2 separate regions of the Rattus norvegicus genome follow, and region 1 is linked to region 2. A link is a contact called in public Hi-C data. All regions are on one chromosome and are shown on one strand. The core of a region is the stretch at or near the end of the contact, and the rest is flanking DNA. Distances in the headings are between cores, read along the strand shown. Region 1 holds the start of Nkd1 (NKD inhibitor of WNT signaling pathway 1). Region 2 overlaps Snx20 (sorting nexin 20).

Region 1 (5,467 bases), core at 1,285-3,784, 100 kb after region 2:
AGTTTACGGGGGGGGGGGGGGGGGGAGGCAGAGAAGAGAGAAGAGAGAGAGAGAGAGAGAGAGAGAGAGAGAGAGAGAGAGAGGAGAGAGACAGAGCCTAAATAAATGTCATTCTGTAGGACTAGTTTATGAAAATAAACAGGCTGAAAAAACTAAAACTTGATTAATGGAAATCCTCTCTGTTAGCCTGTACTGAGCTGCAAACGCATCTGTTCATATGTCTAAATTGGATTGTTTTCATTGGTCCTTAAATAAATAAGTACATCAAAACCTGCAAATGGTGGGGGAAGCAAAAGTTTGTGGTTCTGTTGAAAGGCTCTAACTGCAGTCCCCCCAACCCCCACCTCAGACCAGTTTTGACCTTTCTACTAGGATAGCAGCTTCAGTCCTAGCCAGCAGCAAACTGGAAGGCCAGGAAGAGAAAGCCTGAGCCATGGAGTGGAAGGAGAGAGGTAGCTTATCCCAGAGAGAGGGCATTTAACACACATGCACACACACACACACACACACACACACACACCACACCACTCACACACATACTCATGCCACCTCCCTGCTGCAATGGTGCTGCCAGGTGCAACACACACACACACACACACACACACACACACACACACACACCATCTGAAGCCTCTATCACCCTCACCCAAAGAACAAGACCAAAGAACTAGCCAGACCTGAGGCTCAGTCTTTTCCCCCCTCCAAGTTAAAAAAAAAAAAATTAAATGTCACATCAAAAAGTTGATTCATCCTTTGATCCTTGGCTTGCAAGAGTTCCACGCAGACCATCTGAAAGCCCCGTGCAGAGTTCTGCAGCTCACAGGACATCTGTGAACACCAGTCCCAGGCCGAACACAGGGGCTGGAGTCACTCACTCCCCCAGCCCACTTGCTCTTGCAGAACAACTCCAGCCTGGAGAACCCCTTGGGTGAAGAAAGGGTGTACCCAGACCACTCTACAGAGACGCCCCCTCCCTTTCGGCCACACTAAGGGGGACAGCCAGGTCTCAGTGCCTCCAAACTCTACCTACACTCAGATGGCAGATGGCACTGATGAATGCCACAGACACAGTTGGAGGTAGCCACAGATCCTGGGCCAGCAGAGCCCTGCCCTCTACCCAGACACTCCTGTCTCCCTTTAGTCTTAACCCCTCCCCGTGGAAAAGCTGGCCACAAAAGCAAAGCAGAGGAGCCCCAAACCCCAACACACACACACACACACACACACACACACACACACACACACACACACACGGTACAGCCTCCCCACCCCACTGGACTTGTATCACCTCCTCCGTGGCATTCCCTCCCCAAGCAACCCTCCGTGCCCAGCTGGGCAGGAGACTGGCGCCCACTTGATCGACAAGGGTCCTCCAAAGCAAGGGGCACAAGTAGGGCTAGTAGGGCACACAGTGGCTGAGAAGGGATTTGGGGACTTAAGACAATGTGCAAACGGGATGCTAAAAGTTGGAGATCCTCAGCCGCTCCCCGAGGCTGAAAGGGGTGAAAGGGTATAACAGAGTGGGGGCCATACCCGGGCGCCTCGACCAACAGTGCCTGCCAATCTCAGCTGTCGGGGTCCTGAGACGCTGCCTGGACAGCGCTGCCTCCCGATCCACTCCTCGATGCCTTTCCTTGCCCAAGCAGCGCTTACTGCAAAGCTGTCACCTGAGGCGGGAAGAACGGGAAGACATTGAGTCTGGGCCCCCCAGCTAGCAAAAGTTACCTGAGAGTGAAGGGAAGGAGACAGGCGGCACAGCCGGGTGAGTAAAGACTTGGCAAAAGGATCAAGCGCCGGACAGAGCAGAATCCAAAAGAGGGAAATAGTCAAGAAAGGGGGCTCGGCGAGATCCTAAGTGCAAGGAAGATTCAGAAGGTGAAAGGGAGTAGGCAGTACCCTGACTGAAGGAGTTCAGGGACCAGAAGGAGCGTGGGAGGCAGGGACTGCGGAGGAGAAAGCTGAGGGTCAGCAGAGAAGGTGCCCTGGGAGCAGAGACCAAGTTCTCCTGAGAAGGGGCTGGCTAGAGGAAGGCGCAAGATCTTGGGGATTTTAAGGGAAGACCCCACCGCCAAAGTGGAGGGGGTTAGGGTCAGCAGTGGGAGCACCGGGCTGTGGGGAACGGGTAGGAGGGGCAGAGGGGCCCCAAAGAGCGCTCCCGGGGCGGGGCTGGGGGCTGAGGCAGCCCTGGTAATGAGATCCAGCGGCAAGGCGGTTCGCGCCGCCTCCCTCGCGCCCCCCGGGCCAGTGGCCCGCGCGCCTACCTTCCGGGCTCTCCCTGCGCTTGCACACGGCGGCTGTGGGCACATCGCGCGCGGCGGCGGCGGCGGCGGCGGGAGCCGGAAAGAAAGGAGAGGGAGAGTTAGCACCGGCGGGAGGACGCGGGGCCGCGGCAGGCGCGCGGGCGAGGACACTGACCCGGCTTCGAGTGAAGTTTCCCCATGCTGGGGCGCGGCAGCCGGGCGTCCTAAGCCATGCGTCCGGCCGCCGACCCCGCGCCAGCCTTGCTCGCCTCCTCCTCACAGTCCGCGCGCGGAGCGCAGCCCTAGGCGGCGCCGGGACGCGCTCCTACAGCGGTCGCCGCGGCCGGACTGACGCCCGGGCGCGCCGAGCCCCCTGCCCGCCGCCACGGCCCCGCGCCTCCCCAAGCGCCCATTGGCCGGCAGCGGCCCATCAAAGGCGAGGCGGACGCGGCGGGGCGGGTAGAGGCGGGGCCTGCGGGTAGGGGCTGGCCAAGGGGCGGGCCCACGGAGGGCGTGGTCTGTGGGCGGGGATAGGGGTGGACCCTCGATGGGGAGGGGCTTTGGGTGTGCTGGGCCCTAAACCCCCTGTGTGAACCTCGGGGCGGGAGTGGGGACCGGGTGGAGGCTCTGGCCGCTGGGTGGTGGAGCAGCGCTGCCCTCGCTGGTGACACTGAGACTTCCCTCTTCTCTGCATGTCCTCTGGAGCTGCCAGAGTGGGACTGAATGACTCGAGTTCACAGGTGGGGAAACTGAGGTCACAACTGGCAACCTCAGATGCCCTAGCGCACGCGTCTACTGCTCTCCCATGATGCTGTCCCTTCCCAGACTTACAGAGCCTAGTCTTCTACAAAAAGTGGTCCCTGTTTTCAGCTGCCTGCCCTTTTCTTTGATTCCTCTGGGTTTTGCGTTTGTTTGAGGTTTTTTGTTTTTGTTTTTGTTTTTGTTTTTGTTTTTGTTTTTCCATCCATTTGGGAGTCCCGTAGAAATCAACCGGGCGCCTCGCTAGCTAGGGCGAGTTCGGCCCACTCCTGTTAACGACAAGTGTCCATTAGCCCCGAGCTGCCCCCCCCCCCAGTCCCTCGCAACCTTTCTTCGCCCATGGGCTCCTGAGTGCCCAACTGGGGTCGGGGCGAGCTGCCAAACTGTGAGGCCGGGAGCGGTGAACCGCCGGATCTTTGATCTTTCTTAGTTTCCGTTTTCCCCTTCCCCCCTGCAGTTCTGCAGACCCCAAGGGCCTGTTTGTTTTGTCTGGGGAGGTCTCTGCAAAGGGGAGGGCGACTTAAAGGCTTCCACCACACCTTTGTGGTCCCCAGAACAACATTTCTGCTGGCCCGGCGCTAAGCTTATCCTAGTATCTGGCAGCCTGGGCGTGGGAAAGAACCAGTTCTGCTCTTACAGCTAAACGCTGCTTCGAGCCTCAGTTTTACGATCTGTAGAGTGGAGACTTATTTCTCCCCACTTCTTTTAACCTGCTCCCCTGTGCGACGCTACTGAACAGAAACAGGTGGGCTATATTGGTTGGTCGTTTTAGACTTCAAGTAAGCACTTTGTGGGAAGAGATCTGGGAATCAATCCCAAAGCACTGGTTTAACAAGCCAGTTCGAGGCAAGCAAATACTGTTAACTGAGCTATGTCCTCAGCCCTAGGCACTGCGGGTTTTTTTTTTTTTAAACTTAAGCAGGTGTGTCACCCAGATGGCTGAACTGGTAAAGTTGCTTGCCACCTACCCTGAGGATCTGAGCTCCATCCCCAGAGACCACTTGGTGAAAGGAGAGGCCATCTGCTGCAAAATTACCCCTTACACACACACCTCCACACCCATGTGCCCACATACAACATATCCACACACTAAATAAATACATGTAAACTTAAAATTAAAGATAAAGGGTGAAGTTGGTTTGACCCAAGACAGCCAAAATAACATCAGTTGTCACATTCTTTGTTTTCCCGCCGTCTTTAAAGTCTGGTGTGCGTTTTACACTTGAAGAACGTCTCAAACAGAAGAGCCACCCTGCAAGAAACCTTGGCTTGGAGCTGGCGGCTACTCTGTTGTGAAGTATAGCACTGAGCATCTACCTGTCTCAAAGGACAAGGGAACCCAGAGCTCTGTGACCCTCCAAAGTTCTTCATCCCTCTTCTTTTCATACGCTGTGTGGAGGAAATAAAGCTGATATAAGTGCACCCCTAAATCCCATGCAGCATGCACTTATGCAAGCATGGCTGGGACCTCACAAAACAGCGAAATAGTAACCGTTGAGGTTTTGGTGGTTTTGTTTGTTTTGAGTCAAGGGTTCATACCAGGTTAGCCTGGAACTCACAACATAGCCCAGGCCGATCTTGGAACCACAGATCTTGCTTTAGTCACCTGCATACTGGGATTGTACGTGTGAGCCACCACCCCTGGCCTGTTCTCTGTGCCCGTCACCCTCACGAAAACTCTCTCTCTCTCTCTCTCTCTCTCTCTCTCTCTCTCTCTCTCTCTCTCTCTTTGAGCTGGGGACCGAACCCAGGGCCTTGCGCTTCCTAGGCAAGCGCTCTACCACTGAGCTAAATCCCCAACCCCTCTCACGAAAACTCTTAACGAAGACTTTTGTACTTTTAGAAAGGACAGATCCTGTTAGGGAGGCTCAGAAGAGTGGGGGGGGGGGTCACCCATCATACAGCTAGTGATCTAGTTAGGATCATAGTGTGTGATCTAGTTAGGATCCAACCTCAAACTGATCCCTTGCTGGCACGCATTTTTGCTACCCCAGGTTTCCAGCACATCCCAAGCATAACATCTGGAAAGAGAGCGTAAGTGCCAGCTGTGCAGTAGGCATTGTGTTCTAGCACTTCAGACTTGTATCTGAACAAGAGGAGTAGTACCACATACACAAGCCTGCTCCCAAATGTCCTGGATGGAAGAGAGAGAGACAGAAAAAAGCAGTATCCACGATGGAGCATAGGGTGGCGGACGGAAGGCAGCTTACACCCAGGAAAGAGTCAATATTGTCCAGGCAAGCTGCTAAACACCTCCCATACCCAGGACACCCCCAGAATCACCTGGTCCAGATGTCTAGAGTGCAGTATGGAGCGCCTGAGCTGTGTGGAAACGGAAGAGTGGAAGAGAAGACCCAGGGACTAGAGGAGAGTGGCCCAGGTCACAGGTTCTGAGCTGACAGGGAACATCCTGCAAAGCGTCTGCTACAGAAGTGGAGTTCCTGTGGGGTCCCTGCTTGTCTTTCTCA
Region 2 (6,144 bases), core at 1,437-3,936:
AGGTGTCAGTCATCTGTACCCCTTCTCCGCTGATTCTGAAATGGCTCCCAACCTTGGTTTATTTCACTTGCTTTTAAAATACTACATTTCAGGGGAAGATCAGTTTCATGGGGCATTAAGGGGGGAAAAAATGTACAAAACTAAATCCCAAAAGAAAGCTGAGCTCTGTTATTTAATTCTAGCTGCTAGTCCTGGCTTGTGGGAAGCTCCCTGCTGGGTGCTGCCATCTTTGTGAGACCAGGACATCAGCGTGTTCTAGGAAGATGCAAGACTAATACCAAATATTCCTACCTCACTGGGACCTGTGAGGTCCCCTCACCACTCCTCCTCCCTGGGACCAGTCCTGTTACTGTAGCTACCAGTGTGTGCTGTGCACAGCTCTCCCTCACATCAACGAGTTCACTGTCACTTAACCCTCGTGCAGAAGACAGGAACTATTCCTATCCTGTCGTGTTTTACAAAATGGAGGTATAGTGGCAGTGGCGGGAGATAGCACCTCAGTGGGCCCATGCTGAGGAGTCCCCCTGAACAATCAGTCCTATGGCAGGCATAATATAAAAGGAAGTTTTTGGGGGGGAAGGGAAGGGGTTATGGAAAAGGGGTGAGAGGTAGGGAAAAGAAAGGGACAGAGAAGGATAAAGGGAGGAAGAACTGGCTGGGAAGATGTGAAGAGAGAAAATAGGAGATGGACACAGAGAGAGAGAGAGAGAGAGAAAGAGAGAGAGAGAGAGAGAGAGAGAGAGAGAGAGAGAGAGAGAGAGAGAGAGAGGGAGAGGGAGGGAGGGAGGAGAGACAAAGAGAGAAAGTGGGGAGCCAGCTTGGGTGCAGCCATCTTCTTATAGCCTGCCTGTCACCTGGCTTGCAGCTACCACAAGCTGTTACTAGGTAGCGGCTGGGCATAGCCTACAGAATTGCCAACATATCCTCAAGTTAAAGATGAGAAAACTGAACGCTGAAGCTCAAGGAGGTTAAATTGACAATGTAAGACTAATTACCCTGTGTCTAAATGCGTGATGCCTGAAACAAATGCCCAGGTGTTCCAGATGGACACTCCTGACTCCAACCCACGCTTCCCAATTTAGGACACAGAGCCAGCCCTGTGTTTGATGATAAAAAGCCAAGAGCGACACCGGTCGCATCAGCAAGTCCCAGTTCCAAGATGCTTCTAAGCAGTGCTATTCTAGAACCAACATTTGCCACGAACTACCTTTGTACCTTCAGTAGGCATATGGGCGTGTGTGTGTGTGTGTGTGTGTGTGTGTGTGTGTGTGTGTGTGTGAGACGAGCTTCGAAGTCTGTTTTCTGTATGCGTGAACATGGCAGAGGGCCAGCCAGATGGTTCAGTCTGTAAAAGCACGTACTGCCGAGCCTGTCCATCCGACTTTGACACCCAGAACCCACATGGTGGAAAGTGAGAACCAACTCTCACAAGTTGTCCTCTGATCTACACAAACCACACACACACACACACACACACACACACACACACACACAGGTAAAATGCTTCTCAAAGAAAATGTAAAGTGTGTCATTATTACTTAGTACAAAATGTGACTTTAAAAAAAATGGCACAGGGGCAGGTGCACAGGGGGAGGAGGAAACAGAGAGACACAGTTGCCAAGCAGGGTGTGCCCACAATCTCAGAAGTTGGGAGACTAAGGAGGAATATTCGGGTTCCTCTGTAAACTACACTGCTAGTTCTTATCTCAAAAACAGGTAGCCTGGGATGGGGAAGGAGGAAAGGACTGTGGGAGGGGGTGACTGGGAGGGGGCAGTGATCCGAATGTAAAGGGAATATGTAAAAAAAATTAATTTAATTTAAAATAACCAAATGACCTGGGGCGAGGCTGACCGTTTGCCAGACTTGTTCAAGGCCCCTGGGTTCCAGCCCCAGCCGGCGCGTGCACACCGACCCGGGCGCGTGCACACCGACCCGGGCGCGTGCACACCGACCCGGGCGCGTGCACACCGACCCGGGCGCGTGCACACCGACCCGGGCGCACCCAGGGCATCCCGAGGCTAGCCTCTCCGCTCTGCCCACAGATGTACCAGGTCGTGGTCATCCAGACTGGGAGCTTCGACAGCGACAAGGCTGTGGTGGAGCGGCGCTACTCGGACTTCGAGAGGCTGCAGAGGGCCCTCCTGAAGCGCTTCGGGCCGGAGCTGGAGGACGTGACGTTCCCGCGGAAGCGCCTGACCGGGAACCTGTCGGCCGAGACCATCTGCGAACGGCGCCTGGAGCTGCGCGAGTACCTGCGGCTGCTGTACGCCGTGCGCGCCGTGCGCCGCTCGCGCGAGTTCGCCGACTTCCTTACGCGGCCCGAGCTGTGCGAGGCCTTCGGCTGCCTGCGCGCCGGCCAGTACGCGCGCGCGCTCGACCTGCTGGGCCGCGTGGTGCCGCTGCAGGAGAAGCTCACGGCGCACTGCCCGAGCGCTCCCGTGCCTGCTCTCTGCGCCATGCTCGTGTGCCTGCGCGACCTGGAGCGGCCGGCCGAGGCCTTCGCGGTCGGCGAGCGCGCGCTGCGACGCCTGGGGGCGCGCGAGAGCCACCGCTACTACGCGCCGCTGCTGGACGCCATGGTGCGCCTGGCCTACGCGCTGGGCAAGGACTTGGCGTCGCTGCAGGGCCGGCTGGATGAGAGCCAGCTCCGGAGGCCCACACACAGGGGCGCCACCCTGAAGGAGCTCACCGTGCGGGAGTATCTGTCCTGAGGCGGCCCGACAGGTGCCCTGGCATCCATGCTACGTGGACAGAGACATGGGTCGCCATTGCTAGTGGGCTTTACTGGGCAGCTTTGTACAAGCCCGTGTCTGCTGAGCAGAGGGTTTCCTGCGACCCCTGGAAGAGCCATCTTGTGCCTCTTGAGTGCCGGGTTCTCCAAATCCTAAGCCCACAAGGTTAGCTGTCAGAACTTTTCAATTACTATGGACTTGCATGGGAAGGACTTGCCTACCGCACAGAATCAGTTCAAGGCCAGCCTAGGCAGTTTGCTGAGAATGGCTCCAAAATAAAGAGGTCTGAGGATGTGACTTAATGGCACCAGTGCTTGCTAGCATGTGAGACTCCTTTGCTTCAATCTCCAGTACTACCAGAAAAGAAAAAGAAGCACCTGGTTTTGTAGGCAGCCAGGAGAGAAATTTACAGGGTCATCCCGCACAAAACAACTCACTCCCTCAAAGACTGCTCCCTTCCATTGCCCCAGGTCTTCCCTTCCCTATGAGTCGCGAGTGTTTCCACCCATTAGCCCAAAGTCCTAGCTCCTCCTTTTGGTGTCATGCTTTCAGTAAAAAAAAAAAAAGCATCTGTTGCTCCTCAGGGAAAGCCTGCAGGGTGGAGATTAATCTGATCCTTGGAAGTTGCAAGAATACTGGGGAGTCAGGAGTGGTAGACAAGGTTGGGGAGGTGTGGAAACTTACTATATCCAAATATGGGTCAGCAGGTGGCCCCTTTGGGAAGTCTTTATTACTATACCAGAGCATGAGGGCACCATGTCACCTCGTCAGAGGAGCCTACCTATTCCGTCCTACCTTCTTCTGTCTTACCCTGCCCAGCCTTGGTCCTCTTCAGAGTCCCACTATTTAGAAGGCCCTTATCAGACACAGTCCCTTGACTTTGGACCTCTAGAGCAAAGAGCTGAATAAGCCCCTGTTCTTTATGAATTATGGGGTCTATGGTATTCAGCTACTGAACAGAAAATGGGGCAAAGTCTCAGACACGCCACGCCCTGCAGCTGAGGACAGTTCCAACAGGAGTGAGGTTGGAAACCTGAGAACTTAGACTGCAGACGAGTGTTCACCCATACCAGACGGCTGAGGAAGCATAGTGTGGTCCAAAATGGCTCAAGCAAAGAGGATGGGCTCAAGTGCTCTGGGATGCATGTATCCTTGGTGCTGTAGAGCAAATCAACAAAGATTATTCCCAAAGAGTGTTCAGCACCTCAAAATTATGCCTGGGGCACGTGTGTGGGGAGTGTGAGTAAATGTATCTGGACACGTGGATGCCTGATGTGACAGTGTGGTGGATACTCGGCGTGCACACCAGGAAGAGCTATAGCATCTCGGGGTGGAGGGAAGGGGAACTCCGCTCGGTGTCCCTGAAGAAGGACCAGTCCCACATATGGTGCAGGGAAGTAAGTGTCTTGCTTACCTGAATAGGGACTGATGATGCTCCAGCTTTAGGACCCTGCTCACCTCTTCCTAATGGCGCCTTCCTGTAGTGTGCCCTTAACATCTGTCACCGTACACAGCACTCCACCAAGAGACCAAAGTTTGATCCCGCCCAAGCTCGGTTCGGTGAGCCAATGAATTCATTGAGCTGACTGACACGGGTGAGCGGTTACTTACGGGGTACATGGCCCCAAAGCAGTGGCACCACTGAAGAGCCTTGCCCCTTCGTTTAACTCGCACACACCATGTGCTCTGGTTCCTCCTGAGACTACAAGACCATGTGTAACCCCGGGCAGAAGTACAGCTGGAAGGGAGGCATAGGAGGAATGGCTGGAACCTCGGGCGAGGGTGTAACCACCCTTCCTAGTCACTTCAGTGAGGAAAGGCTGGATCATGGCGGGCTGCTGCTACTGATTACAAGTAGATGGTAATGGCCACTCTACTTGAAGGACTGTGTTCTACAGCACCTGCCCAGGTCTTTCAGATGCTACAGTCATTGTAGCGTCTACTGCTCACGCTGTGTTCAGCCACTACGCTAGCTTGACGGTTAGGCCTGTGATAACCACACATCAGACATTTTATTCCCAGCAGCCGGAGTCAAAGGCCTTCTTGTTCTGTGGATTCCTGCAAGAGACCCTTGAGTTTCTAGGTGACTTCTCCGGGAAGCTTCCTTCTGCCCAGTATGGCACCATGGAGGCAGCCTACTCCCACTGTGACCTCCACAGGACTCCACTTTCCAGGTCTCCAGAGAACCCCATCTTACCTGCCTTACTCAGTCCTCATTCCACGGGACATTAGGAATGGTGGTGACTGGTTCTTTTCTTTCTCAAAGCGGCTCCCAAGGAGGGGCACAGAAGAGAGCGAAAGGGACAGTTTTACTCCACCACACCCTCTACACCATCGTACCCTCACCACAACCCAGAAATAGAGCCAGAACGCCATAGACTGGCAGTGCCAAGGAGAGAGGCATGCCATACAACCTCCGTAGTCACAGGATCCAGTGAGATGCCCAACCTCACCCAATGACGACACATAGGCTCTGGCCTCCGAAACCCTGAGCCAAACCCATTCTTCCTTCCTTGTTTCTCTCAGGTGTCCATCAGTGAGACAAACACAGTAGCAGCATAGAAGTCCACAGTTATGCCCATGAGCTGGCTTTGGACAGTTAGCCTGAAGCCTGGGATATCCCCTTTAGATAGAGTTGGGCATCCTCATTACATTCTGTGTTCGAGGCTTTTCTCCTGCCCCTGCCAGCCCCACCCTGTCCAGGCCACACTCTCATCCCATTTACAGATGAGGACAGACACCCCGAAGTGACTTCCCCAGGATCACATGACTCCCATTTAGTCACATCTTGGGTCATCTGTCTGGCCCAAGCAAGCTGTAGAATGTGTTACCTACTGTTCATTCCTGAGCACTGGTCCCAGCCTTGTTTACTGTCTCCAAGATTTTGGTTTTGTTCTGACTTGATTGTATGTCCCTCAGTGAAGCTCAGGCTGTTCAGCCCCAAGTCCTCCCCTTCCTCACCAGGATCTCATGCTAGAAGTTGGAGGTGAGTATCCCTGGACCCCTTACCCAGATAGGCTTTTCAAGATTAGTCCCCATCTGTTTACAGATGGGGGGAAATACGCAAGTGCATGGAGTCTGAACCAGACTCGGGATGCTCATGGCATGGTGACATCTTCCAACCAGCAAGGCAGATGGAGGAATCCTGCTTTCAAATCCTAGATGCACTTCCTGATCACCTCCTAGATGCACGTGGGAGATGCTGTGCCTGGCTTCTGGGCTCCAGGCTGCAGGCTTCATTGGGGGTGGGCCCCCGACCACGTTCCCTTGGACGTCTGTGACTCTCTGCTCCTGCTGACCCTGTCCCTTTTGGACAAGAACTGGGCTACACTGCCATGCTCAGACTTTCTACTTGGGCTCTGCAATGCCACCGTAGGTTTGATCACCTCCTACCTGCTGTTTTCCTTCTTG

Evidence for each region. A called contact is a pair of places that touch in the nucleus more often than the background predicts.
Region 1: a Hi-C map of frontal cortex shows a contact between it and region 2, with 2.5 times the contacts expected there. The contact joins the promoter of Nkd1 here to the enhancer-like site in region 2. A contact is called at or near these places in 3 of 12 Hi-C or Micro-C datasets (Schwann cells, frontal cortex and mammary epithelial cells).

What each region holds. Positions count from the first base shown.
Region 1 is chr19:34,720,312-34,725,778 of GRCr8, forward strand. It overlaps Nkd1 (NKD inhibitor of WNT signaling pathway 1), which reads right to left and starts at 2,535. Exons shown (of 10, transcript NM_001271381.1): 1 at 2,416-2,535; 2 at 2,262-2,294; 3 at 1,534-1,667. The coding sequence starts at 2,440.
Region 2 is chr19:34,615,540-34,621,683 of GRCr8, forward strand. Snx20 (sorting nexin 20) reads left to right here. Exons shown (of 4, transcript NM_001024999.1): 4 at 2,044-3,030. The coding sequence ends at 2,712. Among named protein-coding and RNA genes, the nearest start is that of Snx20, 9.2 kb to the left of the region's middle. Within about 2 kb of position 2,687, at least 70 of the 93 cell types and tissues checked have an H3K27ac peak or open chromatin away from gene starts, as enhancers often do.